2 separate regions of the Arabidopsis thaliana genome follow, and region 2 is linked to region 1. A link is a contact called in public capture Hi-C data. All regions are on one chromosome and are shown on one strand. The core of a region is the stretch at or near the end of the contact, and the rest is flanking DNA. Distances in the headings are between cores, read along the strand shown. Region 1 holds the start of ERD5 (Methylenetetrahydrofolate reductase family protein). Region 2 holds the start of AT3G30840.

The links. Capture Hi-C pulls out chosen DNA fragments and counts their contacts.
Region 2: a contact with region 1 is called in a capture Hi-C map of shoot, with 4 times the contacts expected there. A contact is called at or near these places in 2 of 26 Hi-C or Micro-C datasets (callus and root) and 1 of 3 other capture datasets (shoot).

Annotation. Positions count from the first base shown.
Region 1 is chr3:12,449,746-12,455,380 of TAIR10.1, reverse strand. ERD5 (Methylenetetrahydrofolate reductase family protein) reads left to right here and starts at 3,825. Exons shown (of 4, transcript NM_113981.6): 1 at 3,825-4,821; 2 at 5,386-5,635. The coding sequence starts at 4,255.
Region 2 is chr3:12,585,870-12,590,770 of TAIR10.1, reverse strand. It overlaps AT3G30840, which reads left to right and starts at 1,745. Exons shown (of 2, transcript NM_113988.1): 1 at 1,745-1,835; 2 at 2,234-2,319. The coding sequence starts at 1,745. The coding sequence ends at 2,319.

The sequences.
Region 1 (5,635 bases), core at 2,576-5,075:
TCGTCAATCAATTTTAAAAGATGAAAACGACATCGTTTAAAGGTGGCTAACGGAGATGTTAACAGACGTTAGATAATCAGTTAACGACTGTTAACGGTTAGTTTTTTTGGTCTGGTCAACGAATGTTTATAGTTTAAACAGTTGGTCAACGATATCTTCATGTTTAAAATGGCCGCATGTAAAGTTGAGGTATAAAATGGCCACAATTTGAAAGTTGAAGTATTAAACGACATTTTTCCATAATCTTTCACACCATCTTACATATAAGTCAGCACTGAAACACGAGGTTTTTTTGGTTTTAAAAAGTTTATTCGTCCTTGCCTTGCCTTTTAGCAGATAAAACTCTTATTTTGACAAGTTACACTAGAAACCATTTTTTTTTTAAGCTTGGTGTAAATAAAACTCATTTTTCTTTTGGTTTTAAAGCTTCTTAGAGCATGCATATAGTTGATACTTTATGAGTATCATTAATAATTTTTTAGTATTAATTTTAATATTTATTTATTGTTTAATTTTTTTTATAATATTGATAATAAATATGTTTTCAGTGGCGAGAGATATTGGTATCATTAAAAATAAAATTATTTGCAAAATGAAAAAATAAATATAGAAAAACATAAAATTACAAAATTACTGCAAAATTATATCGTATAATTACAAAAAAGCCGTAAAATTACTCACTCGCAGAAAATATAGTTAGTTAGCTAAAACAGTAGAAAGACTATCAGATAGAAGAATGAATTTATTATTATTTTTTTGCTTTCGGGAATGAACGCGTTTCAAAGACGAATCATGAGTCTCTAGATCACTTGATACTGGATATCAAAAGAATCACTGCACTGATACAGTATCAGACAAAATATATTATCTGATCTATTAAAAATTTATTTACGACTCTTGATACTTTAAATGTATCACCTATATACATAATCTTATATTTATGACTAATTTCATATTTTTTTACTAATTTGAGTTTTAAAATGTATTTAGAAGACATTATTCTTTTGTGTTTATTTTTTTAATATATTTTATTTACCAGTTGCACGATAAACCAATTCGTAAAACTAATTAAAAAATATGATTCTATTTGTTATATACGAGTATACGACGCGTATAACTCAGTAGGTTAATGTCGATAATGCAATCTGATTTACATCAAACTTATTTTTCTTGAAATTAATTTTCGTTACCACTTAGTCTAATAAAATAATAATTTTATCCAAAAAAATACAATCTAATTTAATTTTGTTGACATTATTGTATTTTTGACATTATAAAAACCGCTAGTATAAAAAATAAAAAATAAAAAGATTAAGAAACAAAAAATGAATATTGCATGCGTAGTTGGGTTGGACCAATAAAAATGGCGGCTACAGCTGGAAACTCTCGTGTCTAATGTACACCTACTCTCTTTACTCCCTCACGTGACCTCTCACCCTCTCCTTCCCTCAATTTAACGGCTCAAATCACATCATTATAAATAAATACTTTGTTTCTTTAGTTTTTCCAAAACTTGGTGACATTGCCTTTTTGGGAGGACGAATTGGTCCCACTCGTATTTTTTTTATATTTGTTGTTGTTGTAAAGATCTGCTTTTTTCAAAGATTCTCTTTTGTATTTTTTCTAAAAGGTGCGACATCAAATTCATGTTAAACATTTTTGTAAGTTATCTTTAGCTTTGGTTGGTTCCTCTTCATTACTGTGTCAAGTGGTATGGGTTGGAAGAATGATGACATAATTTAATGAATATGGCAATCATAATTGAGTAACGAAGTTTTTTAAACTAATACAGTGTCAAATTTTGTTATCCAAACATTCCATATATTCAAATATTGTTATCAAAATTATTCCAAAATATCAGTAAAAAGTTTACTACAAACAAAAAAATAATTCTTAAGACCTGAGAATTTAAATTTTTTAGGTTTAGGTTAACTATTTTAGATTTAAAATATAAAGGGTAATTTAAGTGGTATTTTTAAAAATCAAAACTTGAATGTGATATTTTTTGAGAATTACCCTTGATTAAATAGATAATTTAAATGTTAAGATAGTTAGAATATATTTTTGTAATTGATGCGGTAAATAAATTAATGATTGTAGAATAATATATTTTCTATTAATGATGTGAAAAATAAACTTATAATTCTTTCTTTAAACAAAATTTTATTATCATCTTATTTAATTTTTTATTTAAACAAAATTTTATTATCATCCAAATCATATAATCAAGTAAAGACGTGATTTGAAATAACTGTTCGACGGATACAAACATCTAAACCTACAAACATCACCGCTAATAAGAATTACTCTATCATAGCACCGTCGACGTGATCAGAGTTAGTGAATCTGGTCACAAACTAACGCCAAAAACCAAAACATAGAGCTTTTTTTACTAAATATGTCAGATTTAGAAAACTACGACATTATTTCAACTCCCTGACCTAACTTCAGACTCGATGAAGAAAATGTCAAATCAAGATAGTGGAAACAACCGTTTGCGCAACCCAACTATCCAAAACTAGTTTTAGAACCGACATGAACCATTGTTAATCTATTCACTTACATTGAGGTTCACCCTCAACTGGTATCATCGATCACCTTCAATTAGTGTCCTCGACCATTGTATTAGTGAAGGAACTTCTCAAAACAACTGTAAAATTTACCGCTAAGCTGCATCAAGATTCAGATCCTCTAGCTTTCATTACTATTGTAGAAAAAAATAATATTGACTACCGATTTGTCGACGATTCAACTTGCACTAAAGACTAAACAGTGATAAAGAAAAAAAATATAAAAAACATACTTAGATCTGGTTTTGTGTCTTTAAAAAAAAATTAAAATTTTATTAAAAGAAAAAATAATTCGTTCAATTTTTGACTTCTCAAATCAATTTTTACTTATTTATGATTTTACAAATACCAAATCTAGCCATTTACCACATCTATTTTTAATTTAGTTGTGATAAGTATAATATCAAGAAGATTATAATTATAATTCTCATAGTTATAAAATATACACACATCATTTACAAATAATGACATATAGAACATAATTTTTTTTTTACTTATTTGTAGTTTTACTATTGCGTTATGTTTACAAATAAATGTCAAACATAAACAATCTAATAGAAATACACTCTTAATTTAATTAGAGTAAGAGATCAACAAAAATATAGAATTTTCTTTATATCGAAGTGCTACGACCTTATATATATAGAAAAAAAGCATAGGTGAATCTCTAAATTGAGATTGTGCTGTAGTAAACATATTAAGTTTTTAGTTTTTTTAAGAAATGAATCTTTTTGTTGATTAATTCAAACTAGTAGTCATTAAGATTCCGGAGATTCCAATTTAGAAAAGTCAAAGATTCAAAGAACAAGTCCAGGTCCACATGTTGAATCCGATTCATCATCCACTCATCCTTCATATCTTCCTCCACCGTCTCCGCCCAAAAAAACAATAACAATAAAAAATCCTAAAAAACATATTTGATTTTGAAAAAACTTTATCATATATTATATTAATTAAATAGTTATCCGATGACTCATCCTATGGTCAGGGCCTTGCTGTCTCTGACGTCCTTAATTATCATTATTTTTAAATTTGTCTCTCTCAGAAAATTACGCCACAATCTTCCTCTTTCCCTTTTCCGAAAACAGCTAATATTTGTGGACCTAAACTAAATAACGTAGCCTCTAGATTTTATATAATTACGAATACTATATGCTACAACTTGTTATTATTTACTCCAATCATATATGATACCAATCAAGAATCACTACATAAGTAGAAAACTTTGCAATGAGTCCATTAATTAAAATTAAGAATAAACTTAAAATTTTATGGTATTTTAAGATTCCCTTTGGATTGAAATGACAAGAAATCAGCAAATTAGTCGTAACTCGTAAGAATAAACAAGATCAATTTTTACTTTCTTTACAAAGATTCCGTTGTAATTTTAGAATTTGTTTTTTGTCACTGTTTTTTTATAGATTAATTTATCTGCATCAAACCGATTAAGAAGTGTACACATGGGCATCTATATATATCTAACAGGTAAAACGTGTATGTACATGCATAAGGTTTTACGTGCTTCTATAAATATATGTGGCAGTAACCATAGGAGAAAAATCACACAACCAAAGCGTTTAGAAAAAAACAGCGATAAAACCGAAACATCAAGCAAACAAAAAAAAAAGAGAAGAGAAATTATTTTTTTTTGTTTTCGTTTTCAAAAACAAAATCTTTGAATTTTATGGCAACCCGTCTTCTCCGAACAAACTTTATCCGGCGATCTTACCGTTTACCCGCTTTTAGCCCGGTGGGTCCTCCCACCGTGACTGCTTCCACCGCCGTCGTCCCGGAGATTCTCTCCTTTGGACAACAAGCACCGGAACCACCTCTTCACCACCCAAAACCCACCGAGCAATCTCACGATGGTCTCGATCTCTCCGATCAAGCCCGTCTTTTCTCCTCTATCCCAACCTCTGATCTCCTCCGTTCCACCGCCGTGTTGCATGCGGCGGCGATAGGTCCTATGGTCGACCTAGGGACGTGGGTCATGAGCTCTAAACTTATGGACGCTTCGGTGACGCGTGGCATGGTTTTAGGGCTTGTGAAAAGTACGTTTTATGACCATTTTTGCGCCGGTGAAGATGCCGACGCAGCCGCTGAGCGCGTGAGAAGCGTTTATGAAGCTACTGGTCTTAAAGGGATGCTTGTCTATGGCGTCGAACACGCCGATGACGCTGTATCTTGTGATGATAACATGCAACAATTCATTCGAACCATTGAAGCTGCCAAATCTTTACCAACATCTCACGTAAGCCTAATTCCTCTGTTTTTCTTCTTTGCTCTGTTTTTTCTGATTATTTTACATTAATCCCTAATCATTTTGTCTTAAAACGTAATTATTTGTTAATGGGAAACGTAATTATCAAATTCAGACAACTTGTTTGGTTCGACAGCTAAATCTCCGTACTCTGACAAAGTACACTTGCATAGATATGTACTACATTTATTATATCTATCTATTTTCATTTTAAATTGGTTAAATTACTCTTACGCGTTATACAAGTACGTACCAAAGTTGTGTTTCCCTAATGTTTCTCTTATGAAAATGACTTTATGTTTAATTTATTTAGTTTTTTTTCCTAATGAATTTATTTGCTTTTTAAAATTCGATTTTTGCTGTGATTAAAATTAATTGCAATGCGTCATTATCGGATTAGATTTACACGTACGAGTATAGGTGGACTAGAACTTTCGGGAGAAAACACTTTAGGAATATTCTCCGGTTACTAAAATACCGGTTTATTGTTGTGCGACACGGATTGTTCCGGTTTGGTTTTGTAATGACCGGTTATTTGTTTTCTTGTCCTAACAGTTTAGCTCAGTGGTTGTGAAGATAACTGCCATTTGTCCAATTAGTCTTCTGAAACGAGTGAGCGATCTGCTGCGGTGGGAATACAAAAGTCCGAACTTCAAACTCTCATGGAAGCTCAAATCGTTTCCGGTTTTCTCCGAATCGAGTCCTCTCTACCACACAAACTCAGAACCGGAACCGTTAACCGCGGAAGAAGAAAGGGAGCTCGAAGCAGCTCATGGAAGGATTCAAGAAATCTGTAGGAAATGCC
Region 2 (4,901 bases), core at 496-2,995, 140 kb before region 1:
TTTCTCAGGGGCCTAGTATTAAGGCATGTTCGTTTAAGTGTCGTGCGACTATAACCAGCGACTGGCTTTAAAAACGACTGAGTTTTGTTTTTTTTTCCTCTTTTTTTTATAAAATTGGGATATGTTGTATAAATTTGTAAATTGGAGAAGAAGATAAACAGTAGTCCAGGTTTGTAAATATTTGAAAATGGCAATTTGATTTAAAAAATCTAGCGACTATCGTTACTTCAAAATTAAAGCTTGGGTTGTGTTGCTGATTTATCCAGCGACTCCAAATTCTTTAGATTTCAGTTGCAACGATAGAAAATAGGGGAGATGAAGAAAAGGTGAAGAACGGATGAAGGAGATGTAAAGGCAATATTTTGATTATCAGTCGATGTCGCTGCGATTACTGCCGAACAGGACCTAAGGAAACGAGTTTGGAACTCTACATATTCCAAGTATAATTTATCTGTTGTCTCAAATTCTAACACATGTTCTATGCATCTACATAGATATAAATATATATTTACGGTCCATTTTAATATTCAGAGAGAGTATCTATCCATAGACTCAAAGGCGGATTAATGGTATAAACAGGTGGAGCAAGTGTCCCATACACATTTTTTATAAATTAGCTAGTAACAAATATTGATTAGATTATGTAGCTCAGTTGGCTATTAAGTGCTCTATGTGATATCTTTGGTCATGGTTTGTTGGTTTTTGTTGTTGTACATTGAATGTATAGAAATGATAATAGATTTTTTCTGTTGTTGTACACATCTCTTTTTACTCCTCTTTATGTGATATTGCTTCACTTTGAATGACAAGTAATCTATACTTGTACCGGTGTGGCGCGATAGAGTTCGTCCTCAAAGCAAGGGCCAAAGGCTTAACATCTGTATCACTGTATGACAAGTAACAAATACTATTTTGTCTTTGTTTTATTAAATGGTCGTTTTAAAGTTTTAAAATAATCAACCTCTTTTGAGTAGATCTTTAAGAATGAAATCACTAAGATTTTTTTCCTTTTTACAAAGAATTAATTAATCTTATCAATAAAAGAATAAAAGAATGTATTAGTTGAATAATATATAGTTTTGGTCTTCTAATAATGTAAACCAATAAGATAAATACATTTATCAATAAATAAAATTTAAAAGAATGTATTAGTTGGATAATCATAATTCATGAATAGAGAAATCTTATCGCCTACCACTAAGATTCAACGACTAATTCTTTATTTTTGCTAATATTGACTAACCAAGCACCTTGCTCTCCACGTTTAGTTGTTAAAAGAATCCACCTAGTCGTTTAGTCAAATTTTATTCTTTAAAACCTCTAGTCATTATCAAGTTTCATTGAAGAAAAACGTTTTCTTTGATTCGATAGGGAGGACCAATTTGATCTGAGTTCGTGATCATTGCCTGAACTTTCCATGGATCTTGAAGCTGAACCCATCAGCACAAAGTGTTAGTATGTTGTGATGTTGCTGAGTTGTGTAGCTGTGACAGTTGGAAAATGGACACTCGGTCAGAATCACAACATATGCAGTGACAGTTTAAAGAAACATTCTGAGATAGTATTGAAGCTTGAAGATCATCAAAGTACAATCTACTAAGGTGAGTTTGAGTTCTAAAACACAGTAATAAAGGGGGAGAATGAGAGTATATTTGTAACTGGTTGTTAGACTCAAGATGATGACACACAGCTCAAGATATGAGATGATACAGACTGCACTACAACAAGAACGTGTGTGTGAAACATGGATGATACAGACACTGCTACAACAAAGGAGTTGACACAGAATGCAACAAGAGTTATGCAGACATCAACAAAGGTGTTGAGCAACAGAGGTATTGAGCATCAGATATTGTAAAGATCTATGTGATTGTGAAGCCGGAGTATCAAAAGAAAGTATCAGAGTTGTGTTTCACAGGTAGCAGCTGTGTAACATAGTAGGCGAACTGAATGCCGAAAGAATCAAGTGAGGAATGAAGATGACATGGCATGATTCTATTGGAGACGTGATGTTTCCTTTAGTGGTGGTCCAGATACTTTCGAATCAAGGCAAAAAGATTGCGAGAATATTTGGAGCCTAGGGTTTTGTCTTGATTATATATAGATGGCTGCCGTGACATAAAAAGGTTGCGCGTCTATGGTATAGTGGAGAGAGATGCACACACTTGTTTGTGGCGTCGCCCCACCAAATACAGATGATGATCTGTTGGTGGTATTCCTTTGGAATTTGCAGCCGTTAGAGAAGACGGTGATGCACCGGTGCTGCCGGGTGGTAGTCAAGACATGCTAGGCTTGATACTGTTTCCAAAGTCCATCTAGAAAAGAGTGGTAGGCATAGTTATGCTGTAATATCATATGCAATTGTATTTCCGATCTTGTTCTAGTGGAATTATTTCTGGACTAGGTCCCGCGGATGTAGGTTGTTACCGAACCCCGTTAACAAATCTCTGTGTCATTTACTTTATGCACACATACAAGTCTTTTATACACTCTCATCATATAACGACGTATAGACCTAGCACACAGTTAGTAACTTCAATTGGTATCAGAGCAGGAAACCGATCTGAGATTAGTATCTCTAACAGGTTAGCTCTTGGGTGTGTGGCTAGATGAGAAAGAAGAGGTGCCTTTGTTGTATGAGATGTGAAGTATATTTGCGATTCTCTTGCCGTCGGGAAAAGATCGTCGAGTCTGAAAGAGAATTAGGTTTGGGTTTTATATTTTGGGCCAATTTCTGTTTTAATCGGAGGCCCAAACTAAGCTCACTGTGCTAAGAAGTGTTTTAATTGGAAGAAAGCATGTCGGAAGATGCAGGCTTGTGTGCGAATCTTTGTTGCTGCTTGTTCATCTTCTGTTTAAAAAGAAAGTGCTCATGGTTAAAGTTTCTCGATTTTGTGTGTCTAAGAAGCTTTCAGTGTTGGTTCTCTTAAGCTCTGGAGGTTTTCAGCAAAGTCGCTTTAATTGGATGTAGCATTTGGTGAAGGAGATTAAGCGGCTGTTTGTGTTTGTCGTTGACGTTATCCATTGACGGAAGGAAGATTCACAGTTGAGAATCAAGTGAAGTTAAGTGTGTCAGCGTTGGGTTCTAGATTTATGGGTTCGTGATGAGCTTGGTGCTATTTTTTGCGACCACTAAGAGGAACCAAGACAGAGATTCTGTAGGAAATTGCAGGGATTTAAAGGAGTCAGTGGACGGGGTTTGGAATCTTATTGAGGAATCACAGATAAAGAGAGTTAAATTGTGGACATGGGTCGAGTGTTAAATTATGGTCCAAAATCTGATTTCGACGACAGTGTAAGAAGAAGTCAATGGTGATTCGTGTTTTTCTGTTTTGGAGAGAAAAGGATTGGAGAAGCAGACGCTGGTGAAAATTTTCTTTGAATCTTGTCATCTCGCTCATGTTTGATGCTACATGTATTTGCAGGAAATTTAAAGATACAAACTACTTCTTGTGTTTGTGGTCTTGATGTTTGATGTGGTCTTATAGAATCGGTTGAAGTTCTGGAGCTACATTTTGGTTTTAATGGTGAGAAGCTAATTCTTTTTCTTCTCTTCAAAAAAAAAGGAAATTGATAAGCATCTGTGTTTTTGTGTTGGTGTGTGTGTTTATACTTGGCTTATTGCTTTATTGAAACACACAATCAACAAGGGGGAGAAGACTGTTGAAACTAAGAGATGTTCGAGAAAGGGAATTTAGTTCTTGATTATGCGGCCAAAAATGACTCTTGCTATGAGTATGCTTCAAAGTTGATGAAGCCTATTGGAGTATGGTTCTTAATGATGTTGGTCCCTTGTAGCTTCTTATGTCTAAAGTTGGTCCTGCAACCAATGTTTAGAATTTTCAGGGTTGGTTTGCTGTTTCGTTTGTGCCCTGTAGCAAAAGAGACTTAAATAACCTGCTGTTTGGTGAAGTGGTGTTTCTCTGTCTTTGTCACTGATAAGCTACGGGTTCCTTTGGCATTCATGAGGAGGAAGGCAAGGACAGGTGGTCGTAAGGCAAGAAAGGAGTTGAAGAAGAAAGACACAAGAAGTGGCTAAAGTGAAGAAAGGAAGCTATGGTCACTAGAGACTCTGAGACAAACAGAGTCTCTCTCTCTTTATCTATTAATGCGATGTCGTTTAAGTTTATGTTACCCTAAAGTCTGGATGTATTTAAGTTGGGAATCTCTCATTAGGGTTCCTTATCTTATAACATTTCAACAGTAATATCACTCTCTAAGCGGCCGTTTTGGTTAGCTTCTATTTCTGATCTCTTCTTTCCTCTTTAATTTGTCTATCTCAAGTTCTTTCTTAACAATTTGGTGCTTTCGTTGAGAGCAGGTGCAATGACAAACTCTCCACCTGTATAGGGTTGAGAAGTGTTTCGCAGTGAACCAGACACCGGAACATGAGAAGTTGACCCAAGCCTTGTCACGTCTCGGAGGAGTCGCAGTGGGTTGGTGGAGATACCGTGAGGGAAGAGAAGGCGTGACCAACTGGCCTCTGTTTAAGGCTAAGTGTAAGAGTCGATTTAAACCAAGTATGGGAAGTACTTCTGCAGACCATTTAATGTGTATCGAGCAGAAGGGTAGTGTGGAGGATTACAGAGAGAGGTTCGAGGCTGTCTCAGTGGAGCTGCCGCATTGTCCTACTGATATTTTAGAGTCTGCATTTCTGAGAGGGCTGAAGAAAAGCCTCAGGAATCAGGTTGTGCGATGCAGGCCAGTCAACCTAGATGACATGGTTGACTTTGCTAAGCTTATCGAGGCTCAAGAGAATGACACTCCAAGCTACCAGATTCGAGCACCACCCAGAGCTATAGCAACTTCGTCATACACTCCACCACCAAGACAAGGTTACCAGAGCACTTCCAAGGGAAATGAGTTCAAAAAGGCTGGTAATGACAATGGATCTGTTAATC